Regions from separate parts of the Mus musculus genome. Here regions 1, 2 and 4 are each linked to region 3. Evidence: chromatin contacts called from public ChIA-PET, HiChIP or PLAC-seq and promoter capture Hi-C data. All regions are on one chromosome and are shown on one strand. The core of a region is the stretch at or near the end of the contact, and the rest is flanking DNA. Distances in the headings are between cores, read along the strand shown.

What was found. Promoter capture Hi-C pulls out the DNA fragments that hold promoters and counts their contacts. ChIA-PET counts read pairs in DNA pulled down with a chosen protein or histone mark. HiChIP or PLAC-seq counts read pairs in DNA pulled down with a chosen protein or histone mark.
Region 1: a contact with region 3 is called in a promoter capture Hi-C map of cranial neural crest. The contact joins the enhancer-like site here to the promoter of Zfp867 in region 3. A contact is called at or near these places in 6 of 39 promoter capture datasets (the 3T3-L1 cell line, the C10 cell line, HPC-7-derived erythroid cells and 3 more), 1 of 15 datasets of contacts at CTCF or cohesin (the NIH/3T3 cell line), 2 of 484 Hi-C or Micro-C datasets (both in bone marrow-derived macrophages), 11 of 115 datasets of contacts at active chromatin or transcription factors (embryonic basal ganglia, embryonic brain, embryonic forebrain and 6 more) and 2 of 9 other capture datasets (adipose tissue and liver).
Region 2: a contact with region 3 is called in an H3K27ac HiChIP or PLAC-seq map of epiblast stem cells. The contact joins the enhancer-like site here to the promoter of Zfp867 in region 3. A contact is called at or near these places in 9 of 39 promoter capture datasets (the HPC-7 cell line, cranial neural crest, embryonic stem cells and 6 more), 3 of 15 datasets of contacts at CTCF or cohesin (CD8 T cells, the G1E-ER4 cell line and the NIH/3T3 cell line), 16 of 484 Hi-C or Micro-C datasets (the AML12 cell line, the C2C12 cell line, the G1E-ER4 cell line and 12 more), 20 of 115 datasets of contacts at active chromatin or transcription factors (the HPC-7 cell line, bone marrow-derived macrophages, craniofacial prominence and 13 more) and 3 of 9 other capture datasets (adipose tissue, liver and pancreatic islet).
Region 4: an RNA polymerase II ChIA-PET map of memory CD8 T cells shows a contact between it and region 3, with 9 read pairs. The contact joins the promoter of Mprip here to the promoter of Zfp867 in region 3. A contact is called at or near these places in 1 of 39 promoter capture datasets (stem cell-derived epiblast-like cells), 1 of 484 Hi-C or Micro-C datasets (embryonic stem cells), 2 of 115 datasets of contacts at active chromatin or transcription factors (effector CD8 T cells and memory CD8 T cells) and 1 of 9 other capture datasets (pancreatic islet).

Annotation. Positions count from the first base shown.
Region 1 is chr11:59,262,216-59,265,790 of GRCm38.p6, reverse strand. The region is part of intron 2 of Wnt3a (wingless-type MMTV integration site family, member 3A); the gene reads left to right. Among named protein-coding and RNA genes, the nearest start is that of Wnt3a, 27 kb to the left of the region's middle. Within about 2 kb of position 1,495, at least 57 of the 459 cell types and tissues checked have an H3K27ac peak or open chromatin away from gene starts, as enhancers often do.
Region 2 is chr11:59,335,236-59,338,565 of GRCm38.p6, reverse strand. No RefSeq gene overlaps it. Among named protein-coding and RNA genes, the nearest start is that of Gm51865, 19 kb to the right of the region's middle. Within about 2 kb of position 2,060, at least 37 of the 459 cell types and tissues checked have an H3K27ac peak or open chromatin away from gene starts, as enhancers often do. A contact at or near this core is called in the AML12 cell line, adipose tissue, epiblast stem cells and 1 more, where this site is marked.
Region 3 is chr11:59,470,743-59,474,226 of GRCm38.p6, reverse strand. It overlaps Zfp867 (zinc finger protein 867), which reads left to right and starts at 1,753. Exons shown (of 4, transcript NM_178417.3): 1 at 1,753-1,886. The coding sequence starts at 1,860. It also overlaps the pseudogene Gm12263.
Region 4 is chr11:59,661,047-59,664,205 of GRCm38.p6, reverse strand. It overlaps Mprip (myosin phosphatase Rho interacting protein), which reads right to left and starts at 1,699. Exons shown (of 24, transcript NM_001368931.1): 1 at 1,258-1,699. The coding sequence starts at 1,380.

The sequences.
Region 1 (3,575 bases), core at 246-2,745, 210 kb after region 3:
AGCCCTTGAATGCAGAACGAGGTCCTAGAGGGCTCTGCTCTTGCACCCAAAAGTAGCAGGGAGCGACCTACCTACCTACTCGGGATCAGAAAGCATTTGAAGAATTTTGAGTACAGGATGATTGTGAACCGTTTATATCCCTTGAGGCAAGCCTCAGACACTTGGAGGCAGGTACTAGGTGACTCCCCTGTATTGACCTCTGGCAAGATGAAATGGGTGGGGTGGTTGCAGGGCCAGCCTGGGCCAGAGGTAGGGGTCACAGGACGAAGGTCAATAAAACAGCTGGTCAGGCTGGAAGGGGACAAGTGGGAGGCTCACAGGATTGGGGGGTGGGGGCAGAGTCCAGGAAGCAGGTTATTAAACACTATGTGTCCTTGTGAGGGGACAGCTTTCTTTTGGCTGTGTGTGACATTTGCATGTAAGACATAAAGGCACATGGTCTGAAGCCCACAGCCGTGGAAACTAGGGTCTCTACCTGCCTGTGTACGGGGGTGGCTGTGCCTGGAGTCCTCAGAAGCTCCTAGCTGGCTTCCCTATGAGGGAGGAGCATCTTCTACCCACCTTGCAACACTCCACCCCACTTGGGGGTGGTCTCCCCAAGTCCCTAAGGACTCCTGGGGGCTCACTGCTTGTACAGGCAACCTTTATTCACTGCGAAGTCTTCATTTGGGCCTTGCTGGCCTGGACAGTGTCTCCAGCCAGAGCATCTTACCTCGTGTTGGGTGTGGTCCCTTCCTCCAGCCTGTGACATACCTCCAGGCCAGCCATACCCTCAACCCATAGTGGCTGGACTTTGTTGGGTCCCCCAAACCTCTGCCACAACTATTAGCAGAGTTGGTTGCTTTTGAACATCAGACTCTCAGTATCTGCTGAACTCACCCCAAGCCCTACTTGGCTTCTGGGCAGGGAACAACAGCTTGGCCTCTTCCCCTCCCCCAGGCAAAACCCCTTCCTGATGACTGGCCTCAGCTTCGTGGCTCCTCAGGGGGTGGTCCTCCACCTCTCTGTGTGCTCAGCCTATGGAAGGATCGACTCCAATGAGACTAGCCTGCAAGACAGCCGGAGCTTAGGGGTTCCGGAGGGACAGAAAGGGCAGCTTTTTAGGGAAGCAGAGTCCCCAAATCCAGGTTGCGACCCCTGACCCCCCCATCCGAAAGTGTTACCATTTACGATGCGTTGGGGGTGGGGGGGCTCCCCTGGCTCCGGGGGCCTCTCCGGTATATCATTAACTCTCCGCTGTGGGAGGGGGGACCCCGGCCGATATCCCACTGCGCTCGGCTCTGAGCACAATGTCCCTGCGAGGACGACAAGATTAAGCACAAGGGAAAAGTGAAAATGCTGTTGGCGATTCACACGCCCTTCGGGGTGTTGAATTAAAGCGTCTGAAAGAGGATTTCCCCTCGCGCCCGACGGCGCGGCGGGCAGCGCATACTTCCAGGTTGCTATGACTGGCCGGCGATCGCCTAATCACCGGCCAGGGGGAAATTCATATAAAATATCGCTGGCCATTGTGGGGCTAACGCGGCGTGACAGTGTCGCACAAAGCCGGATTCATCAGCCCCAGCAGGTCAGCCAGGCGCCCGGCCGCGCGGGCCCGGGCGGTGTCAGGGGCCGCGGCCACGGTGGGGCACCGGCGCATTCCGCTCTCAGGTGGCTCCGGGGCCTTTTGTGCCTCCGTGTGATTACCAAATGCCACCGCGACACCCCCTCCGGGCCGCCCGGCTCCTCGAGGCCAGGAAAAGGGCCTGGGGAAGGAGGGACGGTGGGCAGCCTTGGAGGGGAGGCGCCAGGGCGGGGCCTGGGCTGCAAGCTACCAGCTGGGGCTGCTCGGTTCTCTCGTCTGCCCTCTGCCTGCTGTGCTGAACACGGGTGGGGGAAGGGATGCCCACCCACTGAATGTGTTATGGAAGCACTTTCAGACATCGGGATGGGAATGGGATAGATAGATGGTTTGTCTTTCCTCAGCGTGACAGGAGAGTGACACTCCCAAGGGAGGTGATGCCCCATGACCTGCAGGCTCTGGCCAGTCTGAGCAATTATGGCTATGCCATAGTTGGGCCTTCTTCCCACCAGTGGTCGGATAGTGATCTCCCAGTTGGAGTCTGGAAATTGAGAGGACAGAGACCATCTGGAGGTTGTTGCCTGACAAACTCAGCCCAGGCTGCCAACCCTAAGCCTTCTGTGGTCTCCAGGAGGGTGTGGTGGATGTAATGTGCAGACATAGGTAAGGGTGAACCTTCTGTCTGCTGGGATTCCCTGGTTCTAGTCCTGTGCAGGGAAGCTTCAACAGAGATAGAGGGTCCTAAATAAACGCATACATAGCATATGATCCTAAAGGTTCATGCACCAAACTTTGGTGCACCCAATTTCAAAAATAAATAAATAAATAAATAAATAAAAATATAAAAATAAAAATAAAAATAAAAAGGTACTACTGGATTTAAAGGCACAGATTAACCTCAACTCATTAATAGTAGGCAATTTCAATAAGCCCACACACACATGCACACACGGACACGCACACAGCTCGTACCTGGTTCTGGAGAGTAGACACCTTCCATATGATTCATTTCACTTCTAGTTCTGAGCCTAGTGCCTAGCTCATTATGGACTCTCATATTCTGGATAGGTGATGGACGGATGGACAGATGAATGGATGAGTGGGTGGATGGATGATAAATGGGTAGTAGATGGATAATGAGTGCGTGATAGATGGACAGTAGACAGATAATTGAGTGGGTGGTATTTTGGTGGAGGATGGGCGTATGATAAATAATGAACTAGATGAAGGGAAAGGAAGGAAGCCCAGATAGTGATACTTTCCTTAAACCCAGTAAGAGCGCAGCAAAGCTGAGATTGTTTCTGCAGGGGGACTTTGCTCCCCACCTCCCAGGATCTGGGTGAAGAGACAGTGGCCTCAATTCATAATCCTCCCACGTCAGCCTTCCTGGTGCTGGAATTACAGGCCTGAGCCATGACACCGTTTTTGGAATTTGCTTCTTTTATAGAACAACTTCTTCAGGTAGTTTCTTTTCTTTATCTTTACCTGTATCTGATAAATAGACAGTATCTCCAGCCCTCCAAAAGCTCTTCTTAGCTCTGCCCCCAGATGACTGGCCCAGATGGGCAACACTAGTCTGTAAGAGTCCTGTGCTCAGGCACCCACCCCCTCCTCATTTGATGATCAATAGCCATTTGAAGGGTCTGATGTCATGCACTTGTTTTCTGGAGGGAGGTGTGCTCTTGGAAGCCCTCACCTTTATGCTGGCCATTTCTGCTGAGTCAACAGAAACTGAAAGGTGCTGTGTGTGCCAGGAACTTTGCTGTGGTGTGCCCCATTCCCATTCACTCTCTGCAAAAGAGATAGCTCTGGGAGAGTGCTTCATAGCTCTGGTAGAGTGGTTCATTCACCATGGTTGTCCTAAAACCCTATGGGACTCTGATGGAAGCAAAGGGTTTCCTCTCTGAGAAAATGTGTTTGTTCCCAAGATCCACGTTTTGCCTCTGACTCCTGGGTAGACCCAATCTTGTTGGATTAAAATCCCTGCCATCCTAGGATGTCACCTAAACATTCT
Region 2 (3,330 bases), core at 811-3,310, 140 kb after region 3:
CCTGGCTTCAAGCCTAGCTGGCACTCCGATTTCATTGCTGCAGCGTGCCTAATGCTCCAAGCTTCATGTGATCATCACAGAAAAAGGTGTTGGTTTTTCTCAACTTAACCTACTCAAACAGATAGTCTTATAAAAAATTTAACATGTGTTGATTTGGGGGTTGGAGGTAGAACCCAGACCCTCACCTTTGCTAAGCACCAGTTATATCGCTAAGCCATGCCCCCAGCCAGTGTTCATTTGCATTAAGTCACACAGGCAATGAAAACAAAGGGCAGTGCAGGGAGCCCACGCTTTTCCTCCATCAGCTTCCGTGTATGGCTTCCCTGCTCACGAGCTCAAGATAGCTGCTGTGACTTGGCCACCAGGTCTCGTGTTCCAGACAGAAAGTGGGTGAAGGGTGAAGTGCTAAGCAGGAGAACGATCTCTCAGCATCTGGCCTTTGTCTGCACATTACAGGACAGACTCTCAGACTTGCGCCCACGGTCAGAAAGGTGTCAGGTGGTCACTGATGCTGGCAAGCGGCCCAGAGAAGCTGACCTAGTTGAGTTCTTGGAATTTTATATTCTGTGTGAGTGTGTGTGTGTGTGTGTGTGTTTGTGTGTGTGTGTGTGTGTGTACATATTATGGCACATGCATAGATGTCAAAGGATAACGTAGGGAAACCGGTTCTCCCCATCCACCTTGTAGCTTGATGGCCTTAAATTCAGATTACCAGGCTCGGTGGCAAGTGCCATCTGCTGAGCCATCTTGGGACCTGAAATGTTTTAAAAGTCTTTATGATGCTCAAAAATTTCAGTGACGGAAGTATGTCAGATCTCAGGGTTTCGAATGTTCAGACTATGGATGTTTAATATCCATCTGTCAAATATCCCCTAGTCCACAGCATGTCTAACCTCTGACTACCCATTTGGTCCCAAGCTCTAGGTTCAGTCTGCACAGCATACTGAATGAACCTATCAGTGACGTTAGAAAACTCAAGCACATAGAGTCCTCCCACGATAGCACTTGGTCCTGGAGATGACAAACTTGGGTTTACTTGCTAGCGAATGGCATAACCTTTACCAGAGCAGAAGGCCCCAGAGGAGAGGGGCCTCCTCAGGTCACACAGCCAGAGAACAAAGGCAGTCACACACTGTCAGTGTGCCTCTGGCCCCATACCATAGGAAGAGGAGCAAGCAAGGACATAGTACCCATTCCAACTTCTCTTAAACAGATAGAAAGACAAGTGTGTGTGTGTGTGTGTGTGTGTGTGTGTGTGTGTGTGTGTGTGCGCGCGCGCGCACGCGCACATGTGCGCGCCGTGTGCCCCCCCCCCCCCACACACACACACCTGCTCTCATACTGCTCTGTCTTCTCCCATAGGGAGGATCTTGGTTTAGAAAGTTGGAAGAAACAGGCAGTGGTACCACATTGGGGAAGTAGAGGCAGGAGGATCTCTGTGAGTTCGAGGCCAGCCTGGTCTACAGAGTGAGTTCCAGCACAGCCATGAATACACAGAGAAACCCTGTCTCAAAATAAAACAAAACTAAACTAAACAGTTGGAGGAGGTTCTCCTGAGAGAGCTGGTACCCTATGCCAGTCATCTACGCTGAAGTCCTGTGCCCAGGCCCTTCCCTCTCCGAAGACCAACTATCTTCATCTCGCACAGGGCTCCAGAGGGGTCTTCTCATACCCCAGGGCATGTCTTCAATGTCCCTCCACCCCCACCCCTTACAATCCCAATGAGTTTCCACACCCCAGCCCTGACTTCTGCCCTCCCTGCCTCCCCTCTGATCCTCTGGAATGCCCTCCTTGGCTACTTCCCTTTCTTTCTCCCCTCTTCTCTCCTCTCTTCTCTCTGCCCTCTCACTTTCCTTCCCTCTCCATATTCCTGCCACCTACTGACAGACTGCAGCAGGAACAGCCCTGCACCCCCAGCCCCAGCCGTTTCCATGGATCTGGGCCCAACACAAACAGCCCAGGACCCCCCACCTTCAGCCTGGCCTTGGGAGTAGGGTTGGGTGGGCAGATGAGGTCATTGCCACAGGCCCCCCAGCAGGCCAGCAGGCCTGTGAGGGGAGGAAGTGTTTGTTTGCTCTTGTTTCCTTGGCAACTTGCTGGACCCTTCCCCCACTCCCATCCCTGAGCAGGCCAGAAAAGCTTTGGATAGGACCACTGCCCCTTTCCAGCCCATGCCTTACTGTGCTGAGACCCCAGGACATTATCCTGGGCTGCCAGGAAAGGGCTATAACCCTTAACCCCACTTCCAGAGGAGGAATTTGGAAAATGGAGACAAGACCATTTCTGTCCAGGGTTGAGGATCAGCCTGAAGCTCCACCTGCTGTCCCCGGGTGACAGCACCTCTTTGAGGGGCAACAGGTTGGGGTCAGCTCCAACCTTCCAGGAACTGAGCCCAACCATCCCTGGCAGGCGGTGGAAAGAGGAAGGACAGGGCAAAACAGTGCCCCAGTGTGGCCAGTGTCCAAGCAGCTCCAGGGCTCCAGGGTGCCAGGTGTGTGTCTGCCCCAGCCCTGCCCCAGCCCTGCCTGAGCCCCAGCCCCACAAAAGTCACTGGCAAGTCCTCTCTAGTTCTCTTGTGTGCTGAGGGATCATAGAGAACCTCACAGATAGACCCTCACCCCAACCCCAGGTCAGACTAGGTCAACTCAGTCTCCAGAAAGCTGGGGATGGGCGCATACAGGGTTTGTGTGTGTGCATGTGCAGGCAGGCTAGACCCCCAGGAATGACCCCAACCCAACCTGCTCACAACCTTCTACAGTCAGCATGCCCTACCCTAACATCCCCAACCTGACAGCAGCTCCTGTGGGAGCTTACTATGAACAACCTGGACCAGGAACTGGGGACAGTTAGGGGTCCCCATGCTCCACAACACATGCAAGGCAACCAAGGACTTCCACTTGATCCCTGAGTCCAACCTCCTCTCCCTTCTCCCACTCTGTTCTTCTATCTCCTCTTGCTCCTCTCCTTTCCCTCCTCCTCCTCCTCCCCTCTTCACATCTTCTTCCCTTTCTCTGACCCCTCCTCCTTCATTCATTCCCTTCTGTCTCCTCTCCTCTCTACCTTCATCCTTGGTGCCTGAAGTCAGCCTTACAGGCCAGGCGGGATCCAACCCAATACCTTCCCACTGTTGCACACTCAAGCCTTTCTGAGACATTACCTAAGTGCCTCCTTACCTAATCCCCCAGTCATCTCCCACACCAGCCAGCCCCGCTGGGAGGAGAGCCAGATGCCTGCCTCGGCCTGGTCTCAGCTCAGGGAGTTGCCTGGTTGATCGCTGGCTGGCCCCTAGCACCTGTGTATCCTAGGCTTGTGTCTCCACCTATGAAAGAC
Region 3 (3,484 bases), core at 504-3,003:
CGTCCTGCAGGCTGCAGGCTCTGCCTTTCACCACCCAGGCAACAGCCAGGGCCCCACTCCTGAAAGACACTGGCAACACACCTCTTAGCCGATTTGTTTTCTCCTCATCTTTTTTATTTTTATTTCTACCAGGGTAGAGGCCGTGTTGAGCTGGCCTCTAATGAGGACTTTAAATTTCCCCTGGATGGTTGTTGGGCGGGAGGGGACTTTTTTTTCTGAATGGCTATTAATAGTATTAGATCATTACAACTTATGTAATTTTCAAAGGTTGTGCGATTATAAGGGAAAGAGGCAAACCATAGATAACACAGAGCCCGATTAAAATAAATTGGCATTGGAGTGCTTCACCCTTTAAAAAAAAATTATAGATGTGGCCCTTCATTAACTTCTATTCGAAGCTGGGCAGTGGGGGCGCATGCCTTTAGTCCCAGCACTTGGGAGGCAGAGGCAGGCGGATTTCTGAGTTCAAGGCCAGCCTGGTCTACAGAGTGAGTTCCAGGACAGCCAACATTACACAGAGAAACCCTGTCTCGAAAAACCAAAAAAAAAAAAAAAAAAAAAAAAAAACCAAACAAACAAAACTTCTATTCAACATTGCTATCTTAGAGGAGTGCCTTCCCTTTTAAAGCTCAGGCTAGCTCCTTGTTTTGGCCAGAGCTCTCTAGATGAACAGAGCTGATAGTATATATATAATTTATTAGAGTGCTTTACAGGCTGTGGTTCAGCTAGTTCGATACTAGCTGTCCCCCAACAGAGAGCTGTGGGCAACCCATGGGGACGGATGTCTCTGTTGGTCCTCAGTAGACACTGGAACCCTAAAGAAGTAGATTCTAATAGCAGCAAAGGCATGCTTTGGTGGCAGGGGAGACAGACTTGCCAATGGGAGGGGAGACAAGCAGGTAAGGAGCAGGAGCTTCCTTCTTCCACATTGCATCATATAGCCTGTCATGAAGGTGTGCTTCAGGGTTAGAGTAGGTCCTCTAACCTCAGATGATCCAGTCAAGAAAAATCGCTCACAAGCATTCCCAGCCTCTCGGGTTTTAGTTGATTCTAGACGTAGCCAAGGTGACAACCAACAATAGCCATTACAGTCCTCAAGCTAGGAAGATTATGACATCTAAATTTTTAAAAATGAGGGCTCTGGCTCAGTTGGCAGAGTCCTTGTTTAGAATACAAGAAGTCCTTAGCAGGATCCCCAGTGATGCATAATAGCACACATGTCCTTCTAGCACTCCAAAGATGGAGGCAAGCAGATCCGGGGGTTCAAGGCTGGCCTGAACTGTATTTGAGGCAAGCTACACGAGACCCTCCCTGTCTCAATGTATTCACAATAAAAATTTCAAATAATTGTCATGTTAGGAATTTCCAGTTGTAAATAGCATATGTGTGTGTGTGTATGTATATGTGTATATCTATCTATCTATCTATCTATCTATCTATCTATCTATCTATCTATCTCTATCTCTATCTCTCTCTCTATCTATCTATCTATATGTTATTGTTCCATGGATATGTTTCTGTAGGTAAAGTACAAGTGTGTCCTGTCCTGGCAGGGCCATTGCTAGAGTGCAAACAAATCTTGTCCCGTAAGTATCTCTCTGTCAAAGGTTAGATTACATCCCTAATCACTCAAGGATTGGGGGCGTGTCCAAACCCTTCGTCTATCAGAGTGGAATTGTCCAATCAGGCCGCAGCTCGAGCGGAGGGGCGGGGCAGGATGCTTTACTCTCGCGGTGTTTGGTTCTTTTCACTGTTTAGTTCTTGTTCAGGTTCCGTTTCTTCAGGTTCTATGTCTGGCTCACAGTTGTGTATGGTGGCTCCGCTGTAGCTAGCGTCCTTATGAGGTGCAGACGACGACGATGCGGGACAGCAGAAATTCGGAAATGGTGAGCGTTCCGGCCGACGCTGGCTACAGCCAACCAGTACCAGCCGCAGGGAAGGCCTCCGTAGCTGGTGTCTGCGGCCCGATCCCGGTGCTGTCCGGTGTCCTGGGTGTCCTGGGTCCCCTCGCTTCCCATCTGCCCTCGCGGCGGCCTGACCGACTCACCTCAGGACTTGGGGCGTCATGGCCGACCCACCTTAGGACTTGGGACGCTGGCTTCTTGGTTGTGGGTTCCCGCCCTTCAGCCATGGCTGGGCTTTCCCGAGTCTTGGAAAGTGGGGTCTCAATCTATTTACTCTTCGCCTGCCTGTCCCACGCCCCCGTGTTCACAGTGAAGTCCCAAAATTCCAGTCTTTAGGGCCGTCCCCCCGCTAGTCTCAGGACATCGATGGTTGGTTAGTAGGAAAAAGCCGAGAGAGATTTCGTCAGTGCGGGCACCGTAGAAGCGGGACAGATGAAGGGTCTAGGACACTCCTACCCCAATTGATCTTTGGACAGGAGCTTTAGGCTTAAATAGAGGAAGGCCAGACCAAAAAAAAAAAAAGCTTAAACACAGCAGCCTAATGTAAGGTGGGCCCCGCCCATCTTTGTCTCCGCTCATTTGAGACCTGAAGGGGACTAGGTGTTTCTCTGGAGATAGCTCCTGCTTCTGTGAAGGGCTGTCCTTCCATGAATCCTGGGTGACTGCAGGTTAAGGACCATAACTTATCTCTGTGCCCTCAGCGGCAGAGTGAAGGCCGGGATGCCAGGCGGTCATCCCGCCTTTATTTGTGGCTGTATGTGGATACACACACGTGTGTGGGTGTCTGAGGAAGTCAGAAGACGGTGTCAGATTCCCTGGAGCTAAAGGTATGGGCGGTTATGAGCTGCCCCAAAGTGGTTGCTGGAAACTGAACTCCATCCAGCTTTCTTCAAGAGCAACAAATGCTCTTAACCACTGAGCCATCTCTGCAGTGCCCCCCGCCCCCAACAGTTTCAGTACCAGTATTTTCAAATGCCAACTTCTACTGTAAAAGGTTTTAAAAGTGACAACCATTACTGTTTATTTTCGTTGCTAAATAAATAGAAATTGACACAATATCTTTTTCATTTCCTATTAGTAATGGTCCCAGGTTCAGAACTGCCAGATGCTGACAAATTTCTTATAGCTGCCATATGTCCTAGCCTAAAGTTGACCTTTCATCATCCACTTAGACAGCAGCCTGAGATCTGGGGTGAAACCTCTTCGAGGAGCAGCTAGAGGACCTGGAGCTGGAGCAATCGAATAGTCCTCATCTCAATAGTTCATTTTTTTCCTTGTTTTTTAAATACTTATGTATATGAGTACCCTATTGTTGTCTTCAGTACACCAGAGGAGGGCATCGGATCCCATTACAGATGCTTGTGAGCTACCATGTGGTTGCTGGGAATTGAACTCAGGACCTCTGGAAGAGCAGTTAGAGCTCTTAACTGCTGAGCCATCTCTCCAGCCCCCTCCTTTTTTTTTAAGATTTATTATTATACATAAGTACACTGTAGCTGTCTTCAGATGCACCAGGAGAGGGCATCAGCTCTCATTACGGGTAGTTGTGAGCCACCATGTGGTTGCTGGGATTTGAACTC
Region 4 (3,159 bases), core at 450-2,949, 190 kb before region 3:
TTGGAGAGTCTGGTTAAGCTTCCTGATTGCTTCCTGGCTATTGGAAATCTGACCTCAGAGAAAGAGGCCATAACCCCTGCCCTACTACTCCACTCTAGTTTGCCCCATAAAACAAGTCAAACCTTGCTTGCCTGCCTGCTTGCCCATAAAGGCTTTAAAAACAGCCAAACCAGGGCACTTCAAAGCAATGTTTTCAGTCTAAACAGCTCTTTCCAAAAGGAGTGGCTACAACTAGGTGGCACTGGCTGGACCGTGTGGGGAACTCCACTGAAGTCAGCAAGCAGGGGGCAAAGGAAGTGGGCGAGGGGAAAGGGGAGCAGGATATATAGTGCTTTCCCAAAGTGCTGCAAACAAGGCCAGGAATCCTCAACACCAGAAACGGGAGAGCAACCAGTTCCCAAGGGCCAGTTGCCCAAATTGGAGACCTTGTACCAACACAAATTCCCAATCTCCTACACTGCTCCGGGGTTGGAGGTCTTTGGCAATCTAGGACAATGTTTTCCATGACTGTGACTTGGAGGTCTGGAACTCTGTTTTCCATGACTGTGACTTTGACACGGGTTAGGAAGAGCGTCTAACCTGGTCCAAAATCCTGACTAACAAATTAAGGGCAGACAGAGGGGGAAACCAACTTTCCCCAGAATGTACAGGTCTTCTTGGTCTCCTGGGCCAGAAAGCAAAACCAAGAAGGGAAGCCCCTACCCCTCGACAAAAGCTATTCCTACCTTCAGTTCAAGAGCAAGACCCACCCATCTGAAGAGAAACACCTCATCTCTCTTCAGACCCTGACGGTGACAGTGACTTAGAAGGAGAGCAGGCTCTATTCCACAAGATGGAAACTGGTGACCCACGCAAACATGCCAATTCCTGGGACAGTTTGGTGGCCAAGTCTGCGTCCAGTCCCAAGACAAGTCGCGAGGGGGGCGAGGGGGGGGGTAGTACTGACAAGTGGCAAGCAAGCCCCACTTTGTTCCTATCCAGGGAAACCAGACATTTTTTTGAGTCACCCAACAAGCATGAATCACACGGCAGAGCTATGGGAACGGGAAAGGATGTTATTTTTCGGCATTCTTGAGGATTTTCCCTTTGTCCCAGCTCTATCGATACTCTTCCCGCCCCCATTCCAACCCCATCCCCCAACTCTCACGCATTTTTTTTCCCTGCTCCATTTTTATTCTCTCTTGGCCTTCGCAGGCTCTGCGCTCCCCGGCACGACTCGCAGGCAGGACTCTCAGCTCCGCACCCGCGGCAGCTCACCTGCGTCAGGTCCTCGTCGTTGAGCAGATGCGACTCGCGGGGCTTGAAGCAGTTCTGACACTTGCTCTTGTTGAAGATGTTGGCCTGAAATTTCCTGCACGGGTTTTCCTTGGCCGCCGACATGTCGGCTAGGCGGCCGCGGAGCGGGCCGCCACGGCCCAGCGCTCTCCCGGGGGTCGGGGACTCAGCGCGGCCGCCGCCGCATTTTGCGCTGGCCGCCGCAGGCCCGGAAAGGCCTCCCCTCTCGCGCCGCGCCCCGCCTGCTCGCCGCGGCCTCAGAGCGCGCGCGCCGCCTCGCGCCCCGCCCCGCCGCCCGGCCGCTGTGGGCCCATGGACGGACGCGGCCTCCGGCCGCTGGCTCCACCGCGGCCGCCCCCAAGGCGCCGGCCGGCAAGTCCAGCCGTCGCGCTCACCCGGCGCCCGCCGCCACCGCGAACGAACCGAGCTGGGCGCCGCGCGCACTCGGGGAGGGGCGGGGTGGGGCGGGGCACCGCAACCGGCAGCCCCGCGAGCCAATGGCACCCGCACGCTCCTGCTAACAAAGAAACCCGTCGACCAATGGATGACGGGGGCGGGACCGGGAGCAGCGGGCGCAAGGTAACTTGTCCAGGCTGGGAAGGTGGAGGCGCTGGGATGGAACTTTCAGGTTTGGTGGACTGGCGCCGCCGCCCGCGGCCTGACAGCTGCGGCGTTGGGCTGGGCTGCTCCCGGAAGGACGCCGGAGATCTCCGCGGTCTCCCTGCGGGCCCCTGTCTTTCTCGTAGTCTCTTCGCTGCGGCCTTCTGCCTCGTCTAGCCTGCGCCCCTACTGTGTGCTAGGTCTGTGGTCGACCCAGATGCCACCATAAAGACTAGAAATTGTTTCAAGTGCTTCCCGTGTTTTAGATCATTAAAGTTCCATAACCTTCCCGTGACCATTCCGGTTTTACGTAAGGAAACTGAGGCGCGCGGAGCAGTTAAGTAATAAGACGTAGTGTTTCCGAGGTGACTAGAAGATGTCAGCAGCCGTGAGGAGTTGTCAATTCTATTATGGGAGCCCAATTCTGCTAGAGTTACGTACGCACTCTTACCTCCGTTTTGTGCTTGAGGAGACAAAAGCTCAGACACTGCGAATAGCTTGTGCAAGGTCACTCTGCAAGAAGGGCCTGAACTATATACTACAGGCCACTCTTGTCCAGACTCCCAGGCAAAAGGCCACTTGGAAAGGAAACGACAGAGGAGTCCAGAATGGGCGGAGGGGAGGGGGATGGAGGGGGACAACCCCTGCTCCTTAGGAGGCAAATTGTTCCCAGCAGCAGTGAAATGGATCTAAGCAGAGAGCATGCAGAACTGTTCCCAAGGTATGCAGGTGTAAGTGTGGGGAGGAGGAACAAGAAAGGAGTATGTGGTCCCAGAACTCTGAAAGTAGATCTAGGAGGGTGGAGAGTTTAAGGCCAGTCTGGACCGTAATGAGACCTTTATAAGGAGGCTAAGGAGGAGAGGAAAGGGAAAGAGTGAGGGAGGCAAGACAGAAAGGAGGAATCACTTTGACCTGAGATTCCAGGCTCAGCTGGCTGGCAGTTCCAGAAGTCAGCCTGTGTTTTTTAACAGGCTGAACTAACTCATTCTTCACAATGGAGGTGATATTGGAGCAGGTGGTGGCACTGAGAGCAGCTGCGCTCAGGTCACAAGGAGGCTTTAGGAGAGAAATGCCTTCAGAGTTGCGTACTTTTCCACTGGTCATCTGGTGACTACCCCGGGGAGGTGCATTTCCATTTTGAGAAAGAAATGCTCTCCTGCACAAGGAATCAGGAATGAAGGAGCCCAGATCAAAGTGTGCCTGCAGCCTGAGGGGAAAGCCCAGCTCTGATCCAGCTGTGGGCAGGTCTTTTGCCCTCACTGGCACCTCACTGACCACATGGAC